Linked DNA regions of Mus musculus: all the other regions are linked to region 1. Evidence: chromatin contacts called from public HiChIP or PLAC-seq data. All regions are on one chromosome and are shown on one strand. The core of a region is the stretch at or near the end of the contact, and the rest is flanking DNA. Distances in the headings are between cores, read along the strand shown. Region 1 holds the start of Msx2 (msh homeobox 2). Region 2 has its middle 9.3 kb from the start of Gm34278. Region 3 overlaps Gm34278 (a long non-coding RNA gene).

Region 1 (4,238 bases), core at 1,103-3,602:
TTGGAGAGGCGCCTGGCAAAGGGATGGGGGCTGTCTCCTTGGCAATGCCTCCTGTTCGTGGCCAGAGCTTGGTACTCTGGAGGTCAAAACTAAATATTCCTTTTCTCCCCACCGTTTCCCTTTCAGTGTCTTAGCATTTCCCCCCAAATAGTGCAGGAGAGACTGAACTTTTCCTCTGAAGGAGACAGTTTAAAAAAAAAATAGAGACATTCCAATGGAATTGTTTTGTTTTTTTAACTTCCTAAGACTCTACCTGTGCCCCTAAAGTAACACATTTTAAGGATAAGTTTTCCGATTATTTATAAAGCATTGGTTGGGTTCAGGACAATTGAAACGTGAACTTCATTGTATTCTTCGGCAGCTGAGGACTAAACGAATTTTAGATTTGCTTCCAAAATACATAACCCCACATCTTGCCTCACTTATTGAGAGGACATACAACTCAATCTGAATTTACCTGTATTGTATTTGAGATCCCTATCATCAGATGTGACTCCAGGGAAAATACATGTCTCCAAATCACCTTCGTTGTCTTCTTTTGGCTTTCCCGGGCTTCCAGTTAGCAACAACAAAGTACTTGTATCTTGTGGTAGGAGAAAGTTTCACAGGTTTTTAGAAGCCTCATTTAGAACTTCTTATCATTAAAAGAAAACCTTTCAAAACTGAACTGAATTATCTGGTGAAGACTTTTTTTTTTTTAATCTTCTAAGATTTCTACATCTATGGGTTCCCTCAGACCAGCGAGATTTCACTCTGGGTAAATGTTTGAGGCAAAGGTCCCTGTTTCAGAGAGGTAAGCTGGAAGGATCTGGAGGTCTAGGCAGTCAAGTTTCTAAGTCTTCTAAACTGGGGTACCTGCTAAGCTCTGGTCATTGAAAGCAACTTGGAGCAATGGTCCTCCCCTTTGGTGCTGGAGGGAGTATTTAGGGAGCATTTGCTGTTTGGGACCAGCGCTTAGCAGGCTCTTCTTTCCCCCACCAGTCCGGATGGGTTTTTGGATCTATGAAAAAGCTTCTGCAGCCTGAAATGGGTTGTTTGCAGCGATCTTTCTGCTCCTGCTGGCTTGCGGGCAAGGGAGGTGCAGAATTATTTCAGGCCTCTGTCTCAAAACTCTCTTCTTCCATGCATTGATACAGTTGGTCACTGATGCTTTGGGGCTGCAGTTAGATAGAGAGTGTGCTTTAGGGTGGGATCCTGATAGGTATGCTGCTTAAAATTTCAAAGTCAGGTGAGATGAGCTTTCCCCAAAGATATTCAGGCTTTGGGTTTGCAAAGTCGAACCCTGTTATTTGCAGAGAGAATAAAGACACTAAATGTCACAAATACCCTTCTCCCCTGCCCATCACCTCCCAAGGCAGATGCTATCCTGACACCTGAACTCCAATGACAAACACAAACTCAAAAAAAAAAAAAAAAAAAAAAAACCTCATGAGCACACTTTTGCACGGGCCTAGAGAGGAGACTCAAGGGGTGAGAAAATATCCCCATTGACAGTTTCTAAAACTTGTCCTGTTTGGACAGAGTATGAAATGGAGATCATTTGTGTAAATTAGCTGCCAGGAACCAATGGGCGCTGGGTCTGCTGGTGCACACCTACACTCTCAACACCAGGGACGAAGCCAGTGGGGTAGCAAGTTCAGGACCATCTTGGGTAAGATAGGGAGCGACTTCTAAGCTAGCCAGAGCTGGAGAGCAAGAGTCTGTTTTAAAGGAAAAAAAAAGGGAGAAAGGGTAGAGATTAGTTGAATATCCCTTGACCACCTCTCAGCCTTTCTCATCTTTGTCCCTTTTCTTAAGGAATGAGTTACAGCTAATGTCTTGGAACACTCTCCAAAGATAAGACAACTAAGGACCATGCCTAAACTATTTCTATTAGTAAAGATGCTGCTATTGTTTTCCATTATAGTTACAAAGATACACTAGTTTGAGCTCATAGTGGGAGCTTTATAAATGTTCCATGCCCTCCGCAGATTTCCAACATTCTCAGGCGGGAGCGTGTGGGATCGGCACCAGAAACACTTTAAAGAGGGGTTAAAAGACAAGAAATGAGACTCGGCAAGCTTCCTCTTTAAACAATCGGCTTTAATTACGCCTTAGACTTTTCAGTTTGGGCGATTATAACCCTTGAGGGATCGCCTAATAACAACTCTGCTGACTGCTCCTGTAATTAACTCCTAATTTATTTCAAACGGGGCGGGGGAAGGGCCCCAAGCCTCTCCAGGGAGAGCCAATCGGTGGCGAGCGTCCGTGGCGTCAGGAGCAGGGCCGTCGCCAGTTGGTTGAGCCGAGTCTCCCACTTCCCCTCGGAGGACAGGCTGGGCTCCCAGCGCGCCCCTGCCGGCTCCCCCCCCAAAAGTTGGAGTCTTCGCTTGAGAGTTGCCAGCGGAGTCGCGCGCCGACAGCTACGCGGCGCAGAAAGTCATGGCTTCTCCGACTAAAGGCGGTGACTTGTTTTCGTCGGATGAGGAGGGCCCCGCGGTACTGGCCGGCCCGGGTCCCGGGCCTGGAGGAGCCGAGGGCAGCGCAGAGGAACGCAGGGTCAAGGTCTCCAGCCTGCCCTTCAGCGTGGAGGCGCTCATGTCCGACAAGAAGCCGCCCAAGGAATCGCCCGCGGTGCCACCCGACTGCGCCTCGGCTGGCGCTGTCCTGCGGCCGCTGCTGCTGCCGGGACACGGCGTCCGGGACGCTCACAGTCCCGGGCCTCTCGTCAAGCCCTTCGAGACCGCCTCGGTCAAGTCGGAAAATTCCGAAGACGGAGCACCGTGGATACAGGAGCCCGGCAGATACTCCCCGCCGCCCAGTGAGTGCGCGTCTGGGACGGGATCCGGGCTGGACCAGCGCGAGGGGTCCCAGAGGGGCTGGGGAACGGGTGTTAACAGGATGATGCTCTTGACCCCCCTGGTACCCCAGTTCAGCGGGCGGTCCGCATCCCAGAATCCCTAGCTTCGAGGAATCTGCAGTACCTGAGCGCTGGCTGGCATTTGAAAACCAAACCAAGTTGTTGATTTCTGCAGTCCTTAGCCCCCTGCTCCGAAAACTTCATATTTGTGTACCTGCCCGGGAAATAGGGGAGAGTCGCTGTTTTGTTTTGTTGAGTCAGGGTCTCCTGTGGCCCGTGCTGGTATGCAGCTCAGGATGGTCTTGAACTCGTCATCTTACTCCACCACCTAAGTACTAGAATAACTGGTGTGCACCACCACACCGGGCTGGGATCCACTTTAAATGAGTATTGAAATGTGGTTTTGCTGGCCTTCAAAATATACAGGCAGCCCCATGAAGTTCACCCCACTATAAAGACTAGACAACTGGAAGTTAACCAGACATGGAGCAGACATACTTGGTAGTCTTCGAACTCCAGTGTCCATCCTATGAAGGGAAGGTGGCAGGCAGAGACTGATTCGGAAAGGAAGCTTCTTGTATTCTAGTCCGTTGTTGGTTAGGTTCTGCGTGTTGCAGGGAGCTAGTTTGGGCCAGACCCTCGTGGGCTCTCCTGGGTTCACAGTAATAATTAACAGCATTCCTTCAGAACTTGAGAATGTACAGTGAGGTGGCCACAAGTTCGCCAGATTTGGCTGCTTGCTAGAACCTCAAAGTACAGGCAGAGGCATGCCACCTGTGGCTACCCCTTCAGACTTGGTGGCTAGTGCTTAGAGGATTGCTCTTGCTTGGTCCAGGTTACCATTCATACTTGCAATGGGCATGGGGGTCTGGTGTCCATGCTCTCTGCCCCCTCTTTTGAGGGTGATGGCCATATTGCTATTTTCACTGCACCCCACTTCCTCCAGGGAGGCTGTGCCGACTTCCTTTCCAGACTTAGCATCCCTTTGGGGTCCATTCCTGAAACTTTGTTTTTAGTTTTATCTCTTGGCCTTTGAGGTTTATCTCTTCTGTTGCCTTTTTTCCTGCCCCCCCCCCCATCAAACTTTGGGAAAGTTGAGAAAGAGGGAGAGGGATTGTGGAGGGACTTTCCCAGCTCAGCTGGGGGAGAACTTGTCTTCCTTTCTACCTTTCAGCCCGGCCCTCTGGACTAGAGATGCAAAGTATTTTGTGAACAAAACAAGACCATATACCCAGGCGTCAGTGGCTGTCCCCTCTGGCTGTCTCTCTCCACCCTGCTGGAAATTCTGAAAGGCTGAAAGGGTGCAGAGATTAAGGACTTAAAGAATTTAAACTCCAGTTTGCACAGTGCTTTTCAATACATTATCTTATCTGATCTCCTTTGTGCGGCAGCCGAGAGC
Region 2 (4,238 bases), core at 1,294-3,793, 240 kb before region 1:
AGGTTATTCTCTGGACTTTCCACAATTGCTCACATGCATGTAAACATATATGTACACTAACACATATAGGAACACACACACACACACACCTTTATGGGTGTGATGATTCATGCCTGTAATCCCAGCACCAGGAGTTAAAGCCAGGAGGATCTTGAACTCAAAATCAGCACAGACTACAGAGAGACATGTTGTCTTGATGACCAAAACAAAATAAAATATCCATCACAAAGCTGCCATATCATTCCACTAGATATTCTTCTATTGTCCATTCAACTATCCATCCATTCTTCCATCCATCTATCCATCATTCCATCACTCTGTCCACCCAACTAGCTGTCCTAATCACTAATCTATTCATCCATTCACCTACCTACACACCCACTTTTTGGTCCAGCTAACTATCCATCAATCAGTTCGTCCATTCCTATGTGCCTCGGACTGTTCATCCATCATAAATACATTGTACTCAGTAGTCGCTTGGTGATGATAACAAAAAACTGAAAAAAAATGGAAGAAGTGAAAATGAAAACAGAAGAATTCACGTGGTACTGCATAAACTACCAATAGCAAATTGCCAAATTTTATTGGAGTTGCTAATTCCGCCCTGACGCTTTTCTGGAAGGTAGTCAGTTTGAAGTGAGGAACCCAGCTTTTTATTGCTTGTCTCCCAAGTGAAGACTATCACAATTCTGTCTACATAAACAGGTTGACTGTGGTTTTTATTGACTGACTTAGTTTCTGAGGGCATTTGGGAAATAATAAGAAACATTCCTGCCTCCTTTGCGTTGACCTGATGACATCCTGCTGTAGGATCGAAGCGAGGGAAGAGTTATTTACTTAAAGAAGATGAAAATGGAACTCGTGGGCATGGATTCTTATTTCTAAATCACTGCTCTGTTCTCTACAAGGAGCTGTGAACACAGGCTGACCCCTAATTAACCAGCCTAATGACACTTTTAACATATCTAGATCCTTCCAACAGACTGTTTCCCTCAGAACCTATGAAGGAATTAGAGTGCTCCCACAATGCTGTTCTTCATACTTCCGTCTTGCACAATCCCTCCTTCTGCCTTTGCTTCCTTGTTTGTCGCTCAGGGTCCTTCTGCTAAGGAGTGTGGGAGCTAGGGACAGAGACAGACAGGCATAGAAATTTGTTTTGAAGATTTGGCTGGTGAGGTTGCAGCATCAGGCAAGTGAGGTTTCTGATGGGACTTGGGTGGGCTTGAGACCCAGGGAAAAGCTGGTGAGACAACCCAAATGCAGAGGGAGTCTGGTGACTTCCTCCTTCCTCTAAGAACCCTATATTTTTTTCTCACGAGCCCTCATCTAGCTAGAGAGGACTCACAGATTGTGAAGGGAAACATCCTTGCTCGAAGCTTGCTGGGCCTTAAAGGTTAGTGTAATTCCTGTGCGTGTGCACACATGTGTGTGTGCATGTGTGCATGAGTGTGTGGGGGTCAAGCTCAGGATGGCTGGAACACACACTTCCTTGTGGCCTAGACTGTGTGGCTAAGGCTCTCATTGTAACCTTTGTCTCTTTCCGTGCTGCCATCAAAATGTGGTTTATTCGCTTCATAAAGCGAAGTCTCTGCACCAACCGGACTAGCATCTCTTTATTCCAATAGTCAACTGGTTCAAAATTAATTACTAAATTAGTGATTTCTTCTTTCGCCAGAATAAACCAATCCTGAGACCAAAAAAAAAAAGGCTACATAGGCATATAGAAACAGATGTAGATATGTAGAGGCTGATAGAGAGAGGCACAGCTCTAGGAAGAATTGGGGAGTGAATTTGTGTCATGCAAAGTCTACAAGGCAAGAGCTGAAGGGAAAGCTTTTGGCCTTCTCATTGGCCCACTAACAGGTCACGTGTTACAGAGCCCTTGATGCCCCCCCCCGAAAAAAAATCTCTCTGAAGGACGCCAGAGGACGAGGAGATTTTTTTCACCCAATGTTTGTGTCTCTTTCATTTTATCCACAAGCTTCTGTATACCAGACACCAGAAAACCTGCAAGCATTTGTCCCTGTTTTCTATTCAGAAGAGATGGAGGCACAGTGAATGTTCAAGAAGTGTGGCCAGTGTTAGTGGTTCTGCGGCGATGGTTTTTCCCCTCTGAAGGCTCCCAGCGGAGACAAGTCAGTGTAAGAAAGGTCAGTGGGTAAAACCCCGAGCTTCGGAGAAAGCTAGAAAAGGGCTCTTTTGTGGATGTTCTTAGGGATATAGCACATCTTAGGAATGTCCATGAGTTTCTTTAAAAGAATAAAAATCATTAGTCTTCGCTGGGAACAGAGCAGGAGATGTGGGGAGCCTTCCTCCTTAATTCAAACGAGAAAGAACTGAAGAAATGTACATGGCCAGCCCCCGAGGAGCTCGCCCGTCTAAGCAGGGTAAAAGACGTTTTTCAGCAAGTTCTGAGACAGACAAGGGCCCAATGCTAAGGTATGACTCTACCCCGCCTCCATCCCACCACTAATGAAGGCGATATGAAACAGAGGCCCTCAGAGAGCACACACCCAAGTGGGCTTCGTGTTCCGGCAACTGTTCCAAGGCAGGCCAAGGCCACGTCAGGTCCAATTAGTGTCAATGAGGACCATCTGTGTTTAGGCAGCCATGTTACTTAAGGCAAACATTTCATAATTACAGCTTCTTGCACACACCGTGTGTTATGAGATGTGGTGTCCCGGTGTGAATCAGAGTCACTTTTTTTTTCCAGAATCCTCAGCAGCTTGGTCTGGCTGAATGCAGCCTGCCGAGCGCCCTTAAGAGCATTCTCTGAAATATTGAATTAAGCCCAGTCCAGCTTTTTTCTCTTATCTGTGAAATCTTGTGGTTTTGGTTTTGACTGTTTTTATAAAATGAAATATATAACATATATAAAATGCAAATAAAGTTGAGGTTAGAGTGGTGTGTTTCCCTCTCCCTCACGCCCTTTGCTAGAGACATCTGTTTTTCCTCCTCCTCGTTCTCCTCCATGTCTTAAGCTGAAGTATAAAGGTTCAATTGTCAAACGGCCTGAAGGACTCTGGCTCTAACTAGCTTTTCACCATTAAGAAGCAAATCAGCTTATAAGGACTTTACTAGCCTGGGGATGCTTTCTCATTTCTCCTGCACTGGGCAACTTAAATTGGCTTTGGAGTCTCCAGGAATCCAACAGCCCTAGGCTCAAAGCTAAAGATAGTTTGAAATCCTTACAGTATACTCCATAGGTCCTCATAGACAGAGAAGTATGGATTGAGATGATAAGGATATGTGATTAGCTCAATAAACCCAGAGAGAGAGAGAGAGAGAGAGAGAATGCCAAATGAGAATAACTACCTCAGAGAGAGCTGAGCCTTAAGGCCCTCCCAGGCTCAGCAGCAGGTTGTAAGAGACAAAAACTCAAGTCAAATGAATGGGAATAAGTAGACAGAGCTGAATGTGGTGGCACACAACATTAATCTCAGCACTTGGGAGGTAGAGGTAGGTAGATCTCTGAGTTTGAGGCCAGCATGGTCTACAGGGCAAGTTTCAGGACAGCCAGGGCTAGACAGAGAAAGACTGTCTCAAAACATGCACATGCACAAAAAATAACAAACGAACACCCCCCAAAACAAACAAACAAAAAACTAGCAAGCGAGAGAGAGACAGACAGGCGGACAGATTGACAGATGGATGCATGGATGCATGGATATGTAGATGATGGAGTGATATAGGTCTATCTTCCCCTAGTTTTTCTGCCTCCTGCCAAGCATACTAGATACCTTGGAACAGGCAAATGAAATGAGTGTGTTGGATAATCTTGAACATCAGCATGACTGGGACATGGTACCCAGATATTTAGTCAAAAACCATCCTATATGTGTCTAAAGGGCTGTTTAGGGATTTGAATTAACATTTTAAATTGTGATCTTTGAGGAAAGCTGATCTCTCTCTTTGCTATTGAAGAGTCTCATCCAATCAGCGAAAGCCTTGAGCGCTCAAGTCTCTGCGCACCCAGGTCGCCTTCTTGAGGGAAACCTTTCTGCCTTTCTGGTGGCCACAGTGGGGGATGGTGAGGGGCTCAGCAGCTCCCGAGGAAGCAAGGTTAAGACTGAACAGCAGCACGCTCAACAGCTGAAACAGAGCCACGGCGAGCGCTGAAATCAGACGGGAGATGCTCACGCCGAAATAGAACAACCATCTGCTAAAACGCGTCTTCTGTGGGACTTGAAACCTTAAGTTAGCATTGTATATAAACCGTTGGGGATATAATTTTTAAA
Region 3 (4,238 bases), core at 716-3,215, 210 kb before region 1:
AGTTCCAGGGGATATAGCGCCATCATCTGGCATTTGGAGGTACTGTATCATGTCATGAACAGACATGCAGATAAAACACTCCCGAAATATAAAAATAATAAAATACAGAGGAAATCAAAAAGTGAAAGACAGCTGAAAGGGGAAACAAGCGGGAGGCGCCACCTAGGGAGTGTGGGGTCCTGCTATGAGCTCAGCCCTCCAGTTGTATGTGCCAGGCTTGGGCCCATTTTCAGACTTAGAAGCCACCCAGGAGTCATGATAGGACTTGCCTGAGTGCCATCAGTAGCTGGGATCACAGGATTTGAGCTCCAGGCTGTCTGATTCCTGGGCTCCAATTCTCTCTCAGTAACCTGGGAGGTTTCTATTGCGGAGTACATTTTTTCTCCAGCACTTGGAAGGTGAAGGGAGAAAGATCAGGAGTTCAAATCCAGCCGTAGCCACACAGCAAGTCTGAAACCAGCCTCTGCTGCAATGTACCATTTATATATCCAGTAGCAAGTGTTAGGTTCCCGAAGTAAACAGCTGGCACCTTCCTGAGGCCCTGAAGTCCGAGGACTCAGAAGAAACAAAGGTGTGGACACAGTGAGGGAAAACCAGAGGTGTGCCCAAGTCTGGGCTGGCAGCTACCCTGAGACCTAAAGAGAAAGAGCAATCTGAAGCTGCCAAGGTTAGAGGGGTGACAGAGAGGGGCTCTCCAGGGGAAAAGGCAGTGACCCGCAGAGGAAAGCGCAAGAAGCTGGAGAAGAAACACCACCTCCTCTAATGTCTCCCTTCTTTCCATCCTTCTCTCTGCCTCCCCTTCCCCCCCCCCCACCCTGTCTCTCCAGCTGGGCTCTCCACTGATCAGATCAGGCTGGCAGCTAGAAGGGGCCTGCCTGAGAGAGCCCCTTTTCCTGGTGAGCTTCCTGGAACAGAAAACAGGACAGGGAAAGAAAAGAGGGCAGGTGTGGAGTAGGAGTAACAAAAGACCCTTCCTCCAGTGTGGCCAATCCTAGTGGCAAGAACCTCTTCCCAGAGCCAGAAGGGAGAGCTCTGATGGCTGCTGGCCTTGCCTTATGCTAAAAGCCCTGCCAGATACAGCAATGCCTCTTTTTGAGCTTTGTGTCCATTTTACAGATGAAGGTGTGGAGATCAAAGGAGGCTAAGAAGCTGATATCACTTCAGCAAGGAATCCCTCTGGGAAGAAAAGGTAGGGCATTTGTGGTTCATCCTGGAGTTTAACAGCATCTTCACTCATTCTTTCATTCATCCATCCATCCAGCGATTATCTCGCTATCAGTATGGTAGCTGTAATATCCCAAATCATAATTTAATAAAAGGTGGTGGTCAATATTTATTTATTTTTCTTTACCCCTCACCTGATACTTCTTCCAGGACTTTGTTCATGAATGGCCACTGGCCTTTATTCAGCTCTTCTTGTTTGTGAGGGACTGTGCCAATAACTGGGCTGCATTATCTCATTTAATCCCCATAATAACTCTTAGAGGGAGGGATCATTCTTATTGTCTCTCCTTTACAAACAGGAAACCCGGGCTTAGAGAGATTAAATTACGTGACCAAAGCCACTGGGCTGGGAAGGGCTGGAACTGAGATCAGAACGGATCCTTCTGACCTTGGTGTAGGTCAGACTGGCCAACATGGAAAGCCTTCTCGAGGTCTCACTTCTTAAACCTCTGTTAGAGTTCTTTGCCAGGTCTCAGGAGATTGGGCCACTTGAGGACTCCTGGTCCCAGCCTACAGACTCAGGACTTGGCTTGCCTGCTTCCACAGGAAAGCTGGCCTTGAGATTCTCACAGGACCACTTCTACTTGGAGAGAAATGCAAGTTCACACTGTAGGAATGACAACCCCATCGTCCCCCCTTGAAAAGCCCGGGCCAATCTTCCTTTCTCCTTTTCCAACCCCGTGAAACTCAAGGAAACAAAGGGGTCAGAGCCAGCTGTAAGCAGCTCGGAATGCAGCCTCTTCAGCTCCTCCTGGCAGGCAGGAGCGTCGAAGACAGCCGCACAATGCCAGACGAATACTCATCTCTTCAAGCAGTCCGTGGCCACCCCACCGAAGGCAGATAAAACACTTTCGACGGTATCACGTTTTATCTCCCCTTTGTGGGCCAAGGGAATAAAACACAGTTGCCAAACACAAATTAACGTGTAATTATTTTCCTTGCCTGAATCATTTTCTTTCATGTGTTGGAGCATGCTGCGCAGAGAACACCACACCTTGGACCTTAATTGTGGTAATCAGGGTGCCGGGCCACAAGAAAGTCTGCTAACGCCTCTTCTAGCTTTTGCTTTCAAGTTGAAGCAGCTAAGCCCTCCGCCCTCTACTTCTCTTTTAAGAGAAAGAAAGCAAATGTTGGGGAAGGTCCCAAGGCGGCTGCAGCCAATGGCAGACCTGCTTGGCCACAGGAAGGTGTCCATTACCCTGAATATAAACACAGCCATCTTGGACAAGTGACTTTACAAGATCATGGCTATCATTGTGCCCCACCCCACACCACCCCTGCAATGCGCCCAGCCATTTTTCTTACTATTATATTGCTTAGTAAATTTAAGACCACCTGTCATTGTATGAAAGCCACCATGAGAAGTGTGTCCTATGGTCCATCTGCAGAGACGCTTTTGATATTTGAGTCACGTGATAAATGGCAGGGAATTAGACCAAGGAAGAATTGCTGTAGGTCTCTGTCTCAGTGACTATCTCTGGCCCCTCGAGGTCCTTGCAAGATGATTTTTTTCCCTTTATTTTTGTTTTGTGTGTGTGTGTGTGTGTGTGTGTGTGTGTGTGTGTGTGTATGTGTGTGTGTGTGTGCGTGTATGTATGTGTGTGTGTGTAGGTGTATGATGTGTGTGTGTGTGTATGTGTATGTATATTGTGTATATGTGTGTATGTGTATATGTGTGTGTATGTGTGTTTTGTGTTTAACATGGGTTCTGGAGGTCAAACTCAGGCCTTCATGTTAGCAAGGCAAACACTTTACCGACTAAGCTGTTTCCACAGACCCAAAGGCCAGTTTTAAGTTATTTTGACTCTCTCTCTCTCTCTCTCTCTCTCTCTCTCTCTCTCTCTCTCTCTCTCCCTCTCTCTGATACAGGTATGAAATGGTGGTTTAGTCACCAGAAACCACATCTTCACGTGCAGGAGACTCACCGCCTCCTCATCCTTCTTAGCTGTACTTAGAAAATTTGTGGGTAATTAAAACACAGCCCATGCTTTTTTGCTCGGATTCTGAAGCCCAAGACACCAGTTCAACTCAGCCAGTGGCAGGAGTAAGGGGTTGGGAAGCTAATAACCTTACATTTAGTTAAGTAATGTATTAATCAGGACTCGGTTTTGAACACTGACTCCAAAATGCATTTACTCTCCTTCTAAAGGTATCATTATTATGTGTCCAGGCCATGAAAGTTATTAACATGCTAACACCCAAACCTGTCTATTCTGGTTCCCTCTCGAGATCAAAGACTGAGTCTCTTTCCCTTTTTTTTTTTTTTTTTTTTTTTACAAACCTTACATTCAAATAAAGGATAGAATTAATTCTCCATACATGTAGTCACTCATGTGTGCACCCAACAGTTCTTCTTCTAGTCACCAGTGCCGTGTAGGCATTCAGTAATTATTGCTTTTTCTAAGAACTAGACGAGGAGGAGGAAGAGAAGGAGGAGGAAGAAGAAGAGGAAGGAGAGGAGAAGGAAGAGGAAGGGAGAGGAGGTGGAAGAAGAGGAGGAGGAAAAAGAGGAGGAAGAGGAGAAGGAAGAAGAAGAGGAGGAAGGAGAGGAGGAAGGAAGGAGAGGAGAAGGAAGAAGAGGAGGAAGGAGAGGAGGAAGAAGAGAAGGAAGAGGAGGAGGATAGTCAACCCCTGATCTCAAAAGGAAACCAGAAGGTGTGGATGGGATGGGAAGCACCAGAGTTCTGGAGCAAGAGGGCAGCCCTGGGCTGTGGTCGCTGAGAGGGAGAAGCTGCCCAGGGATCTTGCTCATGGTTGCTTGCACATGCTAAGCTGAAGCTCTTCCACTGAGCTGCACTCCAAGCCCAGTGATGAGGTCTGAGTCCGACTCTGAGATGATGCCGGAGACCCACTAGCTCTTTCTACTAGATTGCACCATGGTTTTCAATTACTAAAAGCCTACATCTTCCGTTTTGTAGAAATTGCAATGTCATTTACAGGCAAGAGACATGCAAATTTGAGACACATAGCTATTGTTTTCTTGTTCTCTCTAACACCTACTTCAGTCTAAGCAG

Evidence for each region. HiChIP or PLAC-seq counts read pairs in DNA pulled down with a chosen protein or histone mark.
Region 2: an H3K4me3 HiChIP or PLAC-seq map of embryonic limb bud shows a contact between it and region 1, with 4 times the contacts expected there. The contact joins the enhancer-like site here to the promoter of Msx2 in region 1. A contact is called at or near these places in 6 of 39 promoter capture datasets (the 3T3-L1 cell line, cranial neural crest, frontonasal cranial neural crest and 3 more), 13 of 484 Hi-C or Micro-C datasets (LSK cells, beige adipocytes, brown adipocytes and 7 more), 13 of 115 datasets of contacts at active chromatin or transcription factors (astrocytes, craniofacial prominence, embryonic basal ganglia and 9 more) and 1 of 9 other capture datasets (adipose tissue).
Region 3: an H3K4me3 HiChIP or PLAC-seq map of embryonic limb bud shows a contact between it and region 1, with 5 times the contacts expected there. The contact joins the enhancer-like site here to the promoter of Msx2 in region 1. A contact is called at or near these places in 8 of 39 promoter capture datasets (the 3T3-L1 cell line, cranial neural crest, epiblast stem cells and 5 more), 2 of 15 datasets of contacts at CTCF or cohesin (embryonic stem cells and stem cell-derived epiblast-like cells), 66 of 484 Hi-C or Micro-C datasets (the C2C12 cell line, LSK cells, MC3T3-E1-derived osteoblasts and 39 more), 22 of 115 datasets of contacts at active chromatin or transcription factors (astrocytes, cardiomyocytes, craniofacial prominence and 12 more) and 5 of 9 other capture datasets (adipose tissue, embryonic stem cells, embryonic tail and 2 more).

Annotation. Positions count from the first base shown.
Region 1 is chr13:53,470,894-53,475,131 of GRCm38.p6, reverse strand. Msx2 (msh homeobox 2) reads left to right here and starts at 2,352. Exons shown (of 2, transcript NM_013601.2): 1 at 2,352-2,800. The coding sequence starts at 2,422. It overlaps Gm33763 (a long non-coding RNA gene), which reads right to left. Exons shown (of 4, transcript XR_873406.2): 2 at 1-1,157.
Region 2 is chr13:53,707,611-53,711,848 of GRCm38.p6, reverse strand. No RefSeq gene overlaps it. Among named protein-coding and RNA genes, the nearest start is that of Gm34278, 9.3 kb to the right of the region's middle. Within about 2 kb of position 2,543, at least 17 of the 459 cell types and tissues checked have an H3K27ac peak or open chromatin away from gene starts, as enhancers often do. A contact at or near this core is called in craniofacial prominence and embryonic limb bud, where this site is marked.
Region 3 is chr13:53,679,513-53,683,750 of GRCm38.p6, reverse strand. Gm34278 (a long non-coding RNA gene) reads left to right here. Exons shown (of 5, transcript XR_873419.1): 5 at 1,117-1,195. Among named protein-coding and RNA genes, the nearest start is that of Gm34332, 7.0 kb to the left of the region's middle. Within about 2 kb of position 1,965, at least 10 of the 459 cell types and tissues checked have an H3K27ac peak or open chromatin away from gene starts, as enhancers often do. A contact at or near this core is called in embryonic tail, where this site is marked.